Linked DNA regions of Macaca mulatta: region 2 is linked to region 1. The links are chromatin contacts, called in public Hi-C maps. All regions are on one chromosome and are shown on one strand. Each heading gives the region's core, a stretch centred on a gene start, on an enhancer-like site or on the middle of the called end of the contact. The rest is flanking DNA. Distances are from core to core; before and after follow the strand shown.

Region 1 (6,951 bases), core at 2,203-4,702:
TGAGGGCTGCCTGGGTTTCTTCCTTCTGCAAGACGCTCCTCTTCTCCTTGGAGGAACACCAGTTACTTACGCTCTGCCCATCTGGGCAGGAACTGGAAATGGGCTTCCCAGGGGTGCCCTCCGCCAGATGCTGAACCACACTCCCTCCAGAGGCAGGTTTCTGGGCAGTGCAACCCTCATAATGGGTCACCTGGGGTACCGGTAACATGCATTCCCAGCTGCAGGCTAGAACGGGTCGGCATCAGGGGCCTGAAAGTCTGCATTCTTCCCAACTCCCCGCCACCCCGCTGCCGGAGCCCTGTGCACTCCCGACATGGAGGCCGGTTTCCACCCTGGAGGTAGCACTTCTGATGTCTGCACACCCGAAGGGTGGAACAGTTTCTCTGCTTCAAGAATGGACACTAGCACACTGCAAACGCTCAAAGGGTTGGTTCTATTCTCTTTTGCCTGCCTTCGGTTTCCAGGCGCTCCGAGGAAACTGGCCCCACCTACGGCGGGAGGCCCGAGTCTCCAGAGCCCCTGCACCAATATTCTAGTCAAGGGGCTCGCGCGGGGCCAGAGCCTGAAGCCGGAGGTGAACCCACCAGGAAGACATCCCAGGGCCGAGGCCCTGACGAGCCGGCCCCGCCCACCACGGCGAGCCCCTCCCCTCGGCCACCCCCCTCCTCAATTCCCAGCTACCAGTGCTGCCGAGTGGCAGACCACCCTGACAGGGGCTGTAGAAAAATTTCCCAAACATTAAGTATCCCGCTCAACACGCGCATCTTCCCCCAAAGCGGATCTCAACCCCAGCCACGCCCCAAGCGCTGCCCCGACCCGATACTCAGGGTCCACCTGGAGCCGAGCCCAGCCTAGCCCTGCCTGGCCCCTCCCCCAGGGCCACACCCACCCTGCAGCCGCGTCCCGAGCTGAACTCTGAGTCCATACTGATCCCCACCCCCAACCTGAGCCCCCATACCCTTAACTGACCCCGAATGCCTAGAAATGGCCCTGCTCTCTCTCTCTAGCCCATCACTTGCCACGCGGTTTGGGGCGGCCACAACAGCCTCCGGAGTGAAAGTTAGTCCGAAATTCGAATGCCTCACCTGCAGACCTCGGGCCCTTTCAGTTCCAAATGTACCGGAAAAAAGGGGGCCTTCAGCTCTACGGCCTCCAAGGCTGCAGGTTCTTTTAATGCCTTTTAATCACTACGTGAACTATTTTACAAATGAGACACTACCACCCTTGGTCACAAGGCAACAATATTCAGTACATGGGTTTTGAGCCTGCCCCCCGAAGAGGTGAGTGTCACAGAAGAACTCACGTGAGCTCAGGGGAAGCATATAAATTTTCACACAAAAATGAGGGAGGATTGCCGTCCATTAACACGTTTTCATCTTTGTGTTAAAAACGAAACAAAAAGCGGGGGAGGGAACCGCCACAGATGAATCAACTACAAAGTATCGGGCCGCGCGTGGGAACTGCTGCCGCTGGGCTGGCGGGGGCGGGCGGTGATCCCCAGGCTGGAGGCTCAGCGCCCGCCCTGGCGCAGGTGCCGCCCGCCGCGCACCGGCCCAGGGCAGGTGAGAGGTGGGCAGGCGAGAGGTCAGCACGGAGGACAGGCAGCAGCCAGGGCATTCGTTTCCGGAGAGAGCTGCGAGGCCGAAGAGCCCTAGGGCCGGGCGCGCCCCCGCCGGCCGACTGGGCGGGGGTTCCCACAAAGAGCCGCAGGCGGGGAGCGGGAGCCGGGACCGCCCCCCGCATCGCCCAGCGCCGCCGCTGACTCTGGTTACGACAAATTAAACCTTAGAGCGCTGGAAAAATTACAGGAAGAAGAGAGCGGAGAATATGCCGAGTGGCGAAGGAAGCCTTGTCCCTACGTGAACTTCGCCCGCCGCGCGCCAGGGCCGGCCCCTCCCCTCCTGAGCGCGCGCCCGGGCGGCGGGGGAGGAGACTAGGAGGGACCCCGGAGAGCGTCCCCTGCCCCCGCTACCGGGCGCCCCACCGTCACGAGTGCCGCCTGCGGTCCACACCCAGGCTGTCCGCACCTGCCCACACCGCCCCCCGGCCGGGCGGGGTCCCCGCCCCCGACCCAGATGACTACATCCGCCCCCGCGGCCCCACCCGAGCGCGCCCGGGGAGGGGGCGTGCCCGGCGGGGGCGCGGTCGCCTGGCGGGCGCCGGCTCCAAGAGCCAGGACCCGCCTCGCACGGCGCGCGGGGCCAGCAGCGGGTTGGAGCGGCGGGGGAAGGGGCGAAGCCCCGGGCGTCCCGGCCCGCCCGGCCCCTACCTCGCGCCCCGCCGGCGGCTCCGGGGGCGTGGTCGGGCAGCTCGCACTGACCCCGACCGAGCAATCCGGGCGCCCGCGCCGCCCCACTGACCTGTGTGAGTTCTCAGGTGCGCCTTGAGGTGCGAGGATTTCCCGTAAACTTTCTCGCAGCCCGCGTAGTGGCACTTGTGCTTCCTCTGCGGGGACTCGAGGTCGGCGCGACTTCGGCCCCGCCGGCCCCTTTGTCTGAGGCCGGGCTCGCCGCTCCCCGCGGGTCCCGGCTCCCGCTCGGGTTCCAGCCCCGCCTCGGGCTCCGGCTCGCTCCACGCCGGGCTGGGGGGCGCGGCCGCCGCGCCTTCGCCGCCGGGGGAGGCGGGCTCGGGGGCGGGCGGCGGCAGGCGGCAGGGGGTCCTCGCCTTCCGGGCCGCGGCGCCCTCCCTGCGCTCCGCCGGGACGGGCGCCGGTGCTTGCTGGTTGAGGTCCGCTAGGATCCGCGCCACCACGAAGAGCGAGGCGCTGTCCTTACCGTCGCGGCGCTCCTCGACGCGGGGCAGCGTGGGGGTGGCGGCCGCGGCCGCGCCCTCGGGCCGGGACTCCGGCCCCTCACGCGGCCCGTGCACGACCGCGCGGCTCGACATGGACACGAGGCACTCGGCGGCGAAGTGGTCCACATAGGCGGCGGCTGCCATGCTGCGGGCTGGGGCCGGCGGCGGTGCTCTTGCTGCGAGGCGTCAGCCGCGCATCCGCACCCACGGCCTCGGGAGAGCGGGCGGGGGGCGGGGGCGCGGCGCGCCCTCTCCTCGGGCTGGGCTGGGCTGGGCGCGCAGCCGCCTCTGCCGTCACCCGCGCGGCTCCGCGTCTGCGAGGCGCCGGCCCGGCCGGGCACCGAAGAGCGAGCGCATGGGGGGCGCGGACGACTGGGGTCCCCGCGCGGCGTCAGGGGCGGCCGCTTCTAAGGATGCCGAGCGGCGACGTTAGGGACCACCACGCCAAGTCGCGGCCGCAGTTTCGCCGCGCATTGTGGCAGGCGGGACAGCTGCCGAGCGCGCCGCGGCTCGGTGTGGGCGGCCCGGCCCCGGGGGTGGGCGGGGCCGGGGCCACATCTGGACCCGACGTCAGCCCCCAGCCACATCCTGGCGGCGCAGGTTACAGGCGGCGGCGGCCGCGGGGAGCTGCGCGCGCGGAGGGGGCGGGGAGCCCAGAGCGCGCACCGGAGGAACGGAGGGGTCGCGTGCCCGCGCCTGGGGAAGGGGGCGTGGCCGATTGCCAGGACGGACGCCATTCGTCCGTGAGTGCACGGCCAGGCCAATCCGGGCCGTTAGAGGGGCGTGCCCGGTCCCGGGGCCTGCGCGCGCCAGTGGGCGTGTCCCCTGGGCCGGTAGGAGGAGGGGCGGAAACTGGAGCGGGGCGCGCTGACGCATGACGTCCGGGGGTGGTGGGCCTGGTAGTCGCGGCGCGGAGCTGCTGCCCGTACCCCCCGCAGTGGGGACACAGCGGGCACTTCCCTGCCGGAGCTTTTGTGTGGTGGCCAGCCTTCGCCCCCGGCGTGGAGCGGAGTGCTTTCTGGAGGGCGCCATTTGTTCCTCCCGCGATGGGCGCCGGCCGGGAGGCGTGTCTGCTCGGCCGGGCGCGGGGCTGCCTGGGGGCGGAAAGCACTCGCGCCGCGCCCTCAGCCGCCAGTTTGCCGGGTGGCCGCGCCTAGAGCCTCAGGCCGCTCGCCCGCTCCACGCCCTTGCCCTGCAGAGCTCCGGGAGTCCGGGCGGGGCAGTTCCTGCGGGAGGGACAGACTCCTCGGGCTCGTTCCTGGCGGCCGGGGTCCGGTGTGCGGCCGCGCTACCCTTGAGCTCGGGTCAGCCCGAACAGGTCTGGCCTCGGCTGGCGGTGAGCCTGGCAGCCCGGGTGGCGCGCCCACCGCGGCCTGTGCCTCCAGAAGCGAACTACGTGCCAGGGCGGCCGGCGCCGCTGCTGAGGGAACGCGGGGCCCCTTCCTCCCCCTCCCGCCTCAGGCCCGCTGCCAACTCTTCTAGGCTGCCCCTCTCCCACCGCGGTCGGGGGGGCTTCAAAAGCCACCAACTGCGAGGACCCCGCCCACCGCGCCCCACCCGCCCGCTGTCTGGGCCTCCCGGAGGAAATGCTCGGCTGCGTCCTGCCCGCGCCTCCCGGCCCGGGCCTGGCCAACTTGCCCTTGACTCTCACCGGTAACCCCTACTCCAGCCCGCGGCCCCAGCCATTCTCCAGGCCTGGGCTGACCTCGGAGACGCCGGTGAATAACTTCCCACCGCCTCGGAACCGGGCTCAGCAAACCGCCTACTGCCTCTCCCCGGTGCATTGTGCTTAATGGACATTGGAAGGAGTCCGCCACCCTCGCTGTGTTCTGAGAGGAGCCTGGAGAATGAAGGAGCCCGGGCACTCACCCTCAGTGGACCCCAGCAGTGGGAGGGGGGTGTCATTCTTCTCTCAGAATTAAGGTTAATAGCGGAGTTCAGGTTCTCACCAAATTGATTTGGGGTTGGGGCCCAGTAAGACCGCTTTTCAGGTAACCGACGGGGGACCGAAACAGCCATTCCGGGTTGCGTGTTATGGTGAACAGCAAATTGCATGGATGTTTGAGCACCCTCAGTATGTGTAACTAAAACCCAAAAATGCCGTCTCGCTGATTGAGTTGCTCCCCTCTGGGCTGACTATAAAGGTGCTGGGCTGGGTCTGGTCCCTCTAGGAGGGTCTGTGCTTGGCAGAAAGTAATCATGTTTCTTCTAGGCAGATTGTGTTGATGACATTTAAGAGACGTGTGTCCTGACCAACTAATGATTCGGAATGTTCCTCCATTCCCACCACATGTCACAGTCAGTCACTTCTTAAGGAAGGAGTGGTCCTACACCAGCTTATCAGCCACCCATACCCTCCTGGCCGCTTTCCAGCCAGCAGAATTCTCCCCAATCTTCAAGGTGCCACGTCTCTCCACGGGTCACCCCAGCCAGCATACACAGTGGTAGGCCTCCTAGAGTGTGCACTATTCTAGGTATTGGGCTACTACAGCCATGAACAAAACAAGCCTGCCCTGGGTGAGGGGATGCCCTGCATGGCCAAGGGTCCTCGGCACTGATGCACCCCCTCCAAGAGTTTCCCAAGAATGTGGATGCCAAAGAATTTTGACTGTATTCTGTGGCATTCTGGATAGAAAACTGAGCCCCCTGGCCGGTTTCTCAAAAATCCACTCAAGCGTTTGATGATTGTCATGGTGTTCACTGACTTTATCCCAAACCTACATGGAAGCGTCTTCCGCACAGACACAGCTCTTCCCCAGAGAAAATCTCTTAGCTAAGAGTCCATGTTTTCGTTGCTAAGTAAAATTTTGACAGAGATGGCCTATGTATATGTGAGGGCTGGGCCGCCTCATTTCAAATGGAAGCAACAGAAAAGCAGAGCAGCTGTGTCTGGGGAGTATAGAGACTAAAGGCTGAAAGGGTGGTTGAGTTTCTGGGTAAAGTTGGTGGATGGTTAGTATGTGTTGACTTTAACTTCCTTCTGGAGCATTTGTTAGAAGGCAGAAATCCACAAAGACAGGGAGAACAAGAGAGGAAGTAACAGCAACACAGTTTTTGAAGCTAAAATACTTAGCAGATTCAAGAAAATGAAACCCTGAGATAGTAGCTAGGAAGGAAAGCTAAGAATATACTCCATGGAATCCCCCAGAAGGTTCACTAATGGGTGGCACTATGTCCCTTTGAATGTGAGAGTAAACCGGGGTGAAAGGTTGGCAGAACGTCTGCTTGAGGAACACTCAGATGCCCATATGTGCACCCCAATTTCATGCAGCCTGATAAGTGCCCCTTCCTTGTTCTGACAAAAGGCTGGATATTTATGACCTGAAAAAAGTAAAAGGCAGCGTCTGGGGTGGGTGGACACCAGGCACAATTAAGGACAGAGGTACGGTAATAGGATCAGGCGATTAAATGCACACATGGATACTGGATGCTGAGACCCACAAGCCCCCTTCTGGGATTTCAGAATGCAAGCAGCCAGGAGACTAGAAGGGTCTTTCCTGGGGGAGCCAACCATGCCAAGGGGAAACACCCAGACATTCTGACATTTGTGGCTGCCCAACTACCCTATAGGGAAGGCCACAGTTAACACCGCCACTCATGTGCACAGAAGTTCTTGTCAGTCTCTCAGTCCCTCCCGGGCAAAATACAAGCAGGCAGCCAGAGCTGACCGGCATCCCAGGAAACCCTGTGTCATGAAATACAAAGTTAGGATACAGTTTTAAAACAAGTTGGAAGAAACAGTCCATGCAGAAGGAAGTAAACATCAACAAAACCATCAATAATGTCATTAAATTTTAAAAGACATACAACCTGTGAAGGGAGAACATATATACAGAAACATTCAGGGGAAGAAAAGTGTTCTTGAGATGTTTGTAAGGTAGCAGAAATGTAATAGTGAAAAAGCTCCCTGAAAGTAGAACCGAAATAAAAAAAAAAAAAAAAAAGGAAAATAGAGAAAAGCTAAATGAGTGGACCAACCAAAAAAAGTCATTGATCAACGAATAGGGACCCCAACAGGTGATCAGGGAAAGCACAAGAGAGAAAATCATCGATGAATTATTAATTCAAGAGAGGTCTTCACGGACATAAGCTGAAAGGAAGAGAGCCCTACACAGTGGGAAAAAATAGCTCTACGCCAAGACATATCATTGGCGAGTT
Region 2 (6,310 bases), core at 744-3,243, 100 kb after region 1:
GGGGCCTCGCTGAGTCTAGTAGAGAATCCGGCCTGAGCCCTGGCCAGCAGTGGGAGCCATCCAGGACCTGGGGAGGGAAGGCAACTGCCAGGGGGAACGGTACGTGCAAAAGGGTCCCCCGCAGGGCACAGCGGGCCACTGAGGACCGAGTCTAGCGGTGCCTACCGAGATCCACTGCTGAGACCACGATGCAGCACACAAGGCACACAGTCCCAGGCAAAACCGAGCGAAATAGAGGACCCCCTGCACACCCGTCGGCCAGGCACAGCGCAGGCGCAAGGACGCAACCACCCACACCTCACACCCAAAGAGCCAGAGCTGGCGGACCTTGTGCGGCAGGCCAGCCCCTCGGGGAACGGCCGGGTTCTGGCACCTGTCGTGCTCAGGCTCCAGTTCTGACTTAAAAACTCTGATGCTCACGCCTGTAATCCCAGCAGTTTGGGAGGCAGAGGCCCACGGATCACGAGGTCAGGAGTTCGAGACCAGCCTGGCCAACTTCGTGAAATCCCATCTCTACCAAAAATACAAAAATTAGCTGGGCTTGGTGGGCACCTGTAATCCCCGCTACTCTGGGAGGCAGGAGACTCCCTTGAAACTGGAAGGTGAACCAAGATCACCCCACTGCACTCCAGCCTGGGAGAAAGAGTGAGACTCCATCTCAAACAACAACAACAAACTCTGATGCTGTTTTGTCATCTATAAAAGGGGGTGACACTACAGCAGTCACTGACTCTGTGAACCCTCAGATGAGCAAGAACTTCTTGGGTGGGTGTGTTACAGGAGAGGGGTCCCAATCCAGATCCCAAGGGATGGTTCTTGGATCTTGGGCAAGAAAGAATTCAGGGCGTTTCCACAGAATAAAGTGAAAGTAAGTTTATTAGGAAATTAAAGGGGTAAAAGACCGGCTACTCCATAGACAGAGCAGCCCCAAGGGCTGCGGTTTGCCCATTTTAATGGTTATTTCTTGAATATATACTAAACAAGAGGTGGATTATTCATGCCTCCCCTTTTCAGACCATATAGGGTAACTTCCTGATGTTGCCATGGCATTTGTAAACTGTCATGGTGGTGGTGGGAGTGTAGCAGTCAGGACGACCAAAGGACACATCTTGTTGCCATTTTGGGTTTTAGCCAGCTTCTCTACAGCAACCTGTTTTATCAGCGTGGTCTTTATGACCTGTATCTTGTGCCGACCTCATATCTCATCCTGTGACTTAGAATGCCTTAACCGTCTGGGAATGCAGCCCAGTAGGTCTTAGCCTTATTTTACCGGCCCCTGTTCAAAATGGAGTTGCTCTGGTTCAAATGCCTCGGACAGGTGCAGAGGGAGGGTGGTGAGTGGAGCCCACCCACCACCAAGTCACACGCACCCACACTCCTGAATCGTATTTTCTAGGCATCTTACTAATTTAATCCCCACAACAACGAGCTGCGGAGGTTGTTTCTCTCTCAGATTTCTGCACATCCTCTGTACTTGTAGGATTTGGGGGAACAAGTCAAGTTGCACAAGCTAATCCCTGAAAGGTGAGCCCCGCAGCCCTCTCCCAGAGCCGGTGGCCTGGGTGCCAGGTCCCCGACAAATGCTGGCTCCACGGCAGCTGCCATCACTTCCCTGCGGAAATGCCAGTCTGCAGGGCAACCCCGAGGTCCTCGTGCGGGTGACCAGCTGCGGCACGGCCAGCTCGGCCCAGGGAGGGAGGGGCTGGGCCGCCCCTCAGGTATCTCGCGAGGGCGCTTGGCGGCTCCAGCAGAGGGTCTGCCTGTGAGAAGGTCGGGAAGTGCTGCTGCTTACGGGGCTGCCTTCAATTATTTCAGCTGCACCGAGGTATTTCAAAGTCAGACCAAATAAACATTTGCATCTAAAAAAGGCGAAACAGGGTCATTTGAAATAGAGAAGAAAGCCTTTCCCATATCCGGAGGGTGTGGCCGACGTTCCAGAGCAGCGGCAAGGGTTCGCTCTGGTTTTGTGCCTGTGCCAGGGCACCCAGCCCAGCCTCTGCTTCAGGAGGGAAGTTATTTTCTTTTAAATCAAATGTGTGGCGACCCACGTTTCCTTTCCCTGATTTGCACCGTGGTCACCCTGGGCCCCCTGCTGCTGTCCGGTCCACATCTTTAAAGGGCTCTCTGTGCTTTTCCTAAGAAGGGGACCACAACACACTCGACGGTATCCACCGGTCGTGCCCAAGGCAGGAGGAAGGGCGGCGCCCCCAAACTCCCAGGCCGCCTGCAGCACCCTCCCTGCGCCCCTCTCCGCCTCTGGGGAGCATCCTGCCACCGCCCCGTCCCCTCCCCCGCCCCCACGCCAGCCCGCACCTTCTCACTCTTGGCCAGGCCTCTGGAGACGTCTGAGAGCCAGGGTTTTCCTGAAGAGTCAGGATTGGAAGGTTGGAAGGCGGTGAGGGCATCAGGTTTTTTCTTCCCTTTTCTTCTAGCAATTACGCCCCCGTGGCTAAATTAAACTCCCATCGGCTAAATTAGGCCCAAAGGGAGAGGCACCTGCTGCTAAGCTGTGCGTGTTGTCCCCCTAGGACTTCCATCCATTGCTGACCTCCTGACGACAGCAGACGACAGGCCGCACCCTGATCCCACCTGGCTTACAGGTGCTGTCACACAGGTACGCCTTCTTGTGGATCATCAGTCACCATTTGCCCCTGGCAACAACCCTGTCTTGGAGGAAGGTCCTTGCCGACACCCGCCCCTCCCCACCCTTAAGGCTTCCTTGCTCCTTCATTCAACCATTGTTTACATTTCGTTCAGGACTGCTGACTAACACTTTCAAGCACAGCGGACCCTTAAACAACGCAGGTTCAAACTGTGCGGGTCCACCCACAGGGAGGTTTTTCAATCAGTTATACAGGCAGAGTATCCCTGCCTCTCCTGCCTCCCTTCCCACCTCCTCCACATCTTCCTCACCGCCACCCTGAGGCATCAAGACCAGCCCCTCCTCCTCAGCCACTCAACGTGAAGATAACTAGGATGAAGACTTTTATGATAATGCACTTCCACTTAGTAAATACTTTCTCTTATGATGTTAATGACATTTTATTTTCCCTAGCTTAGTTTATTGTAAGAATACAGTATAAATACATATACAAAGTATGTGTGAACTGATTTTTTAATGTTACCAGTAAGGCTTCCAGTTAACAGTAGGCTATTTATTAGTTAAGTTTGGAGGGAGCCTGAAGTTACACAAGGGTTTCTGACTGCGTGAGAGCTTGGCTCTCCAACCATCACATTGTTCAAGGTTCAACTGCACCTCTCCTACCCATCTCCCCCGCCATCTGATGTAGTAAGATAAATATAAAAACACTTAGAAGCCCTTGAAAACCAGGAAAAATGCCACCAACAGACCAGAACATTGGCGAATTTCTGGAAGATATAAAGCAGAAGAGATCAGATTCGTGGTGAAACGCATTAGAGCCAATGGCATGCAGGTGGGAGACCATCTTAAAAACCCTCAAGTCTGGAAATGGGGTAGGGTGGGGGCAGTGGAGAAGGAATGACTCATGGAGCTTGGATGGGGTAATCACACAAAGGGCTGCCCAGGTGGCTGAGGCAGTGTCCTGCCTGCCCCAGGGTCAAGTCTGAGTGCAGCATTCAGGCTGAAGACAAAGACACACCGGGAGCCTCCAGAGCCAACGCTGGCCCAAAGAGAGAAGCAGGGGCCTGCCCAGGTGACTGCCAGGCACCGTCAGCCACACTGACAGGGAGAGTGGCCCAGATCAGAGGCCCAGGAAGGCACTCTGCCTTTGCAACCTCCCAGCCTGTCCCCATGACCACAAGTGCCCAGTGGTGCCAGGGCTGTCAGACAGTGGCGGTTTAGTTGTGTGCAAGAACTACTCCGCACGGCAAGAATGATTGGTTGAGACCGACAGATCGCAAACACACTGCACTCAGGAACCCTTCACCCTCAGAAATGGCTGAGGGTCTCAGCGGGCTTTCATTCACATGAGTTGTATCTATTGATATTTACGGTAGTTCAAGTGGAAAAAATTTTCAATATTCATTTATTTTAAAATATTAATAATGGCATGTTAACATAAATAACACTTATACAGGCTGTGTGCGGTGGCTCACGCCTGTAATGCCAGCACTTCGGGATGCCGAGGTGGGCAGATCACTTGAGGTCAAGAGTTGGAGACCAGCCTGGCCAACATGGTGAAACCCATCTCTACCAAAAATACAAAAATTAGCTGGGTGTGGTGGCGCCCGCCTGTAATCCCAGCTACTCGGAAGGCTGAGGCAGGAGAATCGCTTGAACCTGGGAGGCAGAGGTTGCAGTGAGCTGAGATTGTGCCACTGCACTCCAGCCTGGGTGACAGAGTAAGACTGCATCTCAAAAAAACAAAACAAAACAAAAAGCAAATAGCTACATTTTTTCTAAAAATAGTTTATTTAGTAAGAAGAGTGACATCATTATACATATGTGTGTGTATACACACACACACACACACACACACATATATATATATATATTTTTTTTAGACAGAGTTTCGCTCTGTCACCCAGGCTGGAGTGCAGTGGTGTGATCTCGGCTCACTGCAACCTCTGCATCCTGGGTTCAAGCGATTCTCCTGCCTCAGCCTCCTAAGTAGCTGGGATTACAGACATGTCCCACCATGTCTGGCTAATTTTGTATTTTTAGTAGAGATGGGGTTTCACCATGTTGGATAGGCTGGTCTTAAACTCCTGACCTCAAATGATCCGCCCACCTTGGCCTCCCAAAGTACTGGGTTAACAGGTGTGAGCCACCACGCCTGGCCCATTTTATATTTTTTAAAATCTCCCCAATGGGCCAGGCGTGGTGGCTCACGCCTGTAATCCCAGCACTTTGAGAGGCCGAGGTGGGTGAATCACCTGAAGTCAGGAGTTTGAGACCAGCCTGACCAACATGGGGAAACCCCATCTCTACCAAAAATACAAAAAATTAGCCAGGCATGGTGGTGCGCACCTGTAGTCCCAGCTACTCAGGAGGTTGAGACAGGAGAATCGCTTGAACCTGGGAGGCAGAGGCTGCAGTGAGCTGAGATGGTGTCACTGCATTGCAGCCTGGTCAACAAGAGTGAAACTCTGTCTCAAAAAAAACAAAACAAAAACAAACAAAAACTCCCCAATGTCTGGCTTAATAGATACCTGGATTTTCTTTTTTGTTGTTGTTTTAATTTTATGTATTTTAATTTTATGTGTTTAATTTAATTTATTTATTTATTGAGACAGAGTCTCAACCAGGCTGCAGTGCAGTGGCATAATCTCGGCTCACTGCAACCTCTGCCTCCCAGTTCAAGCAATCCTCCTGCTTCAGCCTCCCAAGTAGCTGGGATTACAGGAATGCACCACCACGCCTAGCTAATTTTTTTTCTTTTTTTTTTTCTTTTTTTTTTTTTTTAGTAGAGATGGGGTTTCACCATGTTGGCCAGTCTGGTCTCAAACTCCTGACCTCAAGTAATCTGTCTGCCTCACCTCCCAAAGTGTTGGGATTATAGGCATGAGCCACCATGCCCAGCCAACAGCTGGATTTTCATACCTCCTTCTTCTTTCAAGCTGTAGTGATAATACACATCATGTAGACTCTGGAAAACTCCACTGAACACCCATTTGTATATGTGCTGCTGAAGCACCTGAACACCCATCAGAAAAAAAAAGGCTTTTTTATTCCTATTAAATAGTTTTGGCTTTGCAGACACCCAGAAAGAGTCTTAAGAACTCAGGCGTCTGTGGATCTCACTTTGAGAACCACTGTCTGGGCACTCATTTACAAATGGGATCGGATAATCAAGAACCCCCAGACATTTGAAGGAAACCAACAGCCTGCAGAAGAAGTAGACAGAACCCTGGACAAAACAGGATAATAATGCAGGAATCAGGAGAAGACATTAAAATCAGCATAATTCATATCCTCTGAAGGGTCAATAAAATATAAGAACCAGTCAGATGGCAAGTGGGCACAGAGCAAATACACAAAAACCAATACTTTCCATAGATACCAATAAATAATCAATTGGAGAGGACGTTTGCAAAACCAACAACAATCACAAATAATCTAGGCATAGGCATAACCAAAGTTCTGGAGAACCTACATGAAGACACATTTTTAATTGTATTAAAGGACATACATTGAGAGATGTGTTATGTTTCCTGTGGGAAGCTTCAATATTATAAAGGTGGCAATTATTTGAGTTGCTCAGTGAACTGTCCTCTGCATTATACTAGGTTGAGCAGGATTTCTGTCACGAGTATGCACCAAGAGTCATAACTAATATATCTTCTAGGTCAGCAGTCCCCAGCCTTTTTGGCACCAGGGACCGGTTTC

Evidence for each region. Hi-C and Micro-C count contacts between places; a contact is called where the count stands out from the background.
Region 2: a contact with region 1 is called in a Hi-C map of CD4 T cells, with 4 times the contacts expected there. The contact joins the enhancer-like site here to the promoter of KLF13 in region 1. A contact is called at or near these places in 6 of 14 Hi-C or Micro-C datasets (CD4 T cells, blood, cortical neurons and 3 more).

Annotation. Positions count from the first base shown.
Region 1 is chr7:7,845,804-7,852,754 of T2T-MMU8v2.0, forward strand. It overlaps KLF13 (KLF transcription factor 13), which reads right to left and starts at 3,453. Exons shown (of 2, transcript XM_028850658.2): 1 at 2,361-3,453. The coding sequence starts at 2,937.
Region 2 is chr7:7,951,773-7,958,082 of T2T-MMU8v2.0, forward strand. LOC144329827 (a long non-coding RNA gene) reads left to right here. Exons shown (of 4, transcript XR_013395475.1): 3 at 2,529-2,614; 4 at 2,758-3,107. Among named protein-coding and RNA genes, the nearest start is that of KLF13, 110 kb to the left of the region's middle. Within about 2 kb of position 1,994, at least 6 of the 40 cell types and tissues checked have an H3K27ac peak or open chromatin away from gene starts, as enhancers often do. A contact at or near this core is called in CD4 T cells, where this site is marked.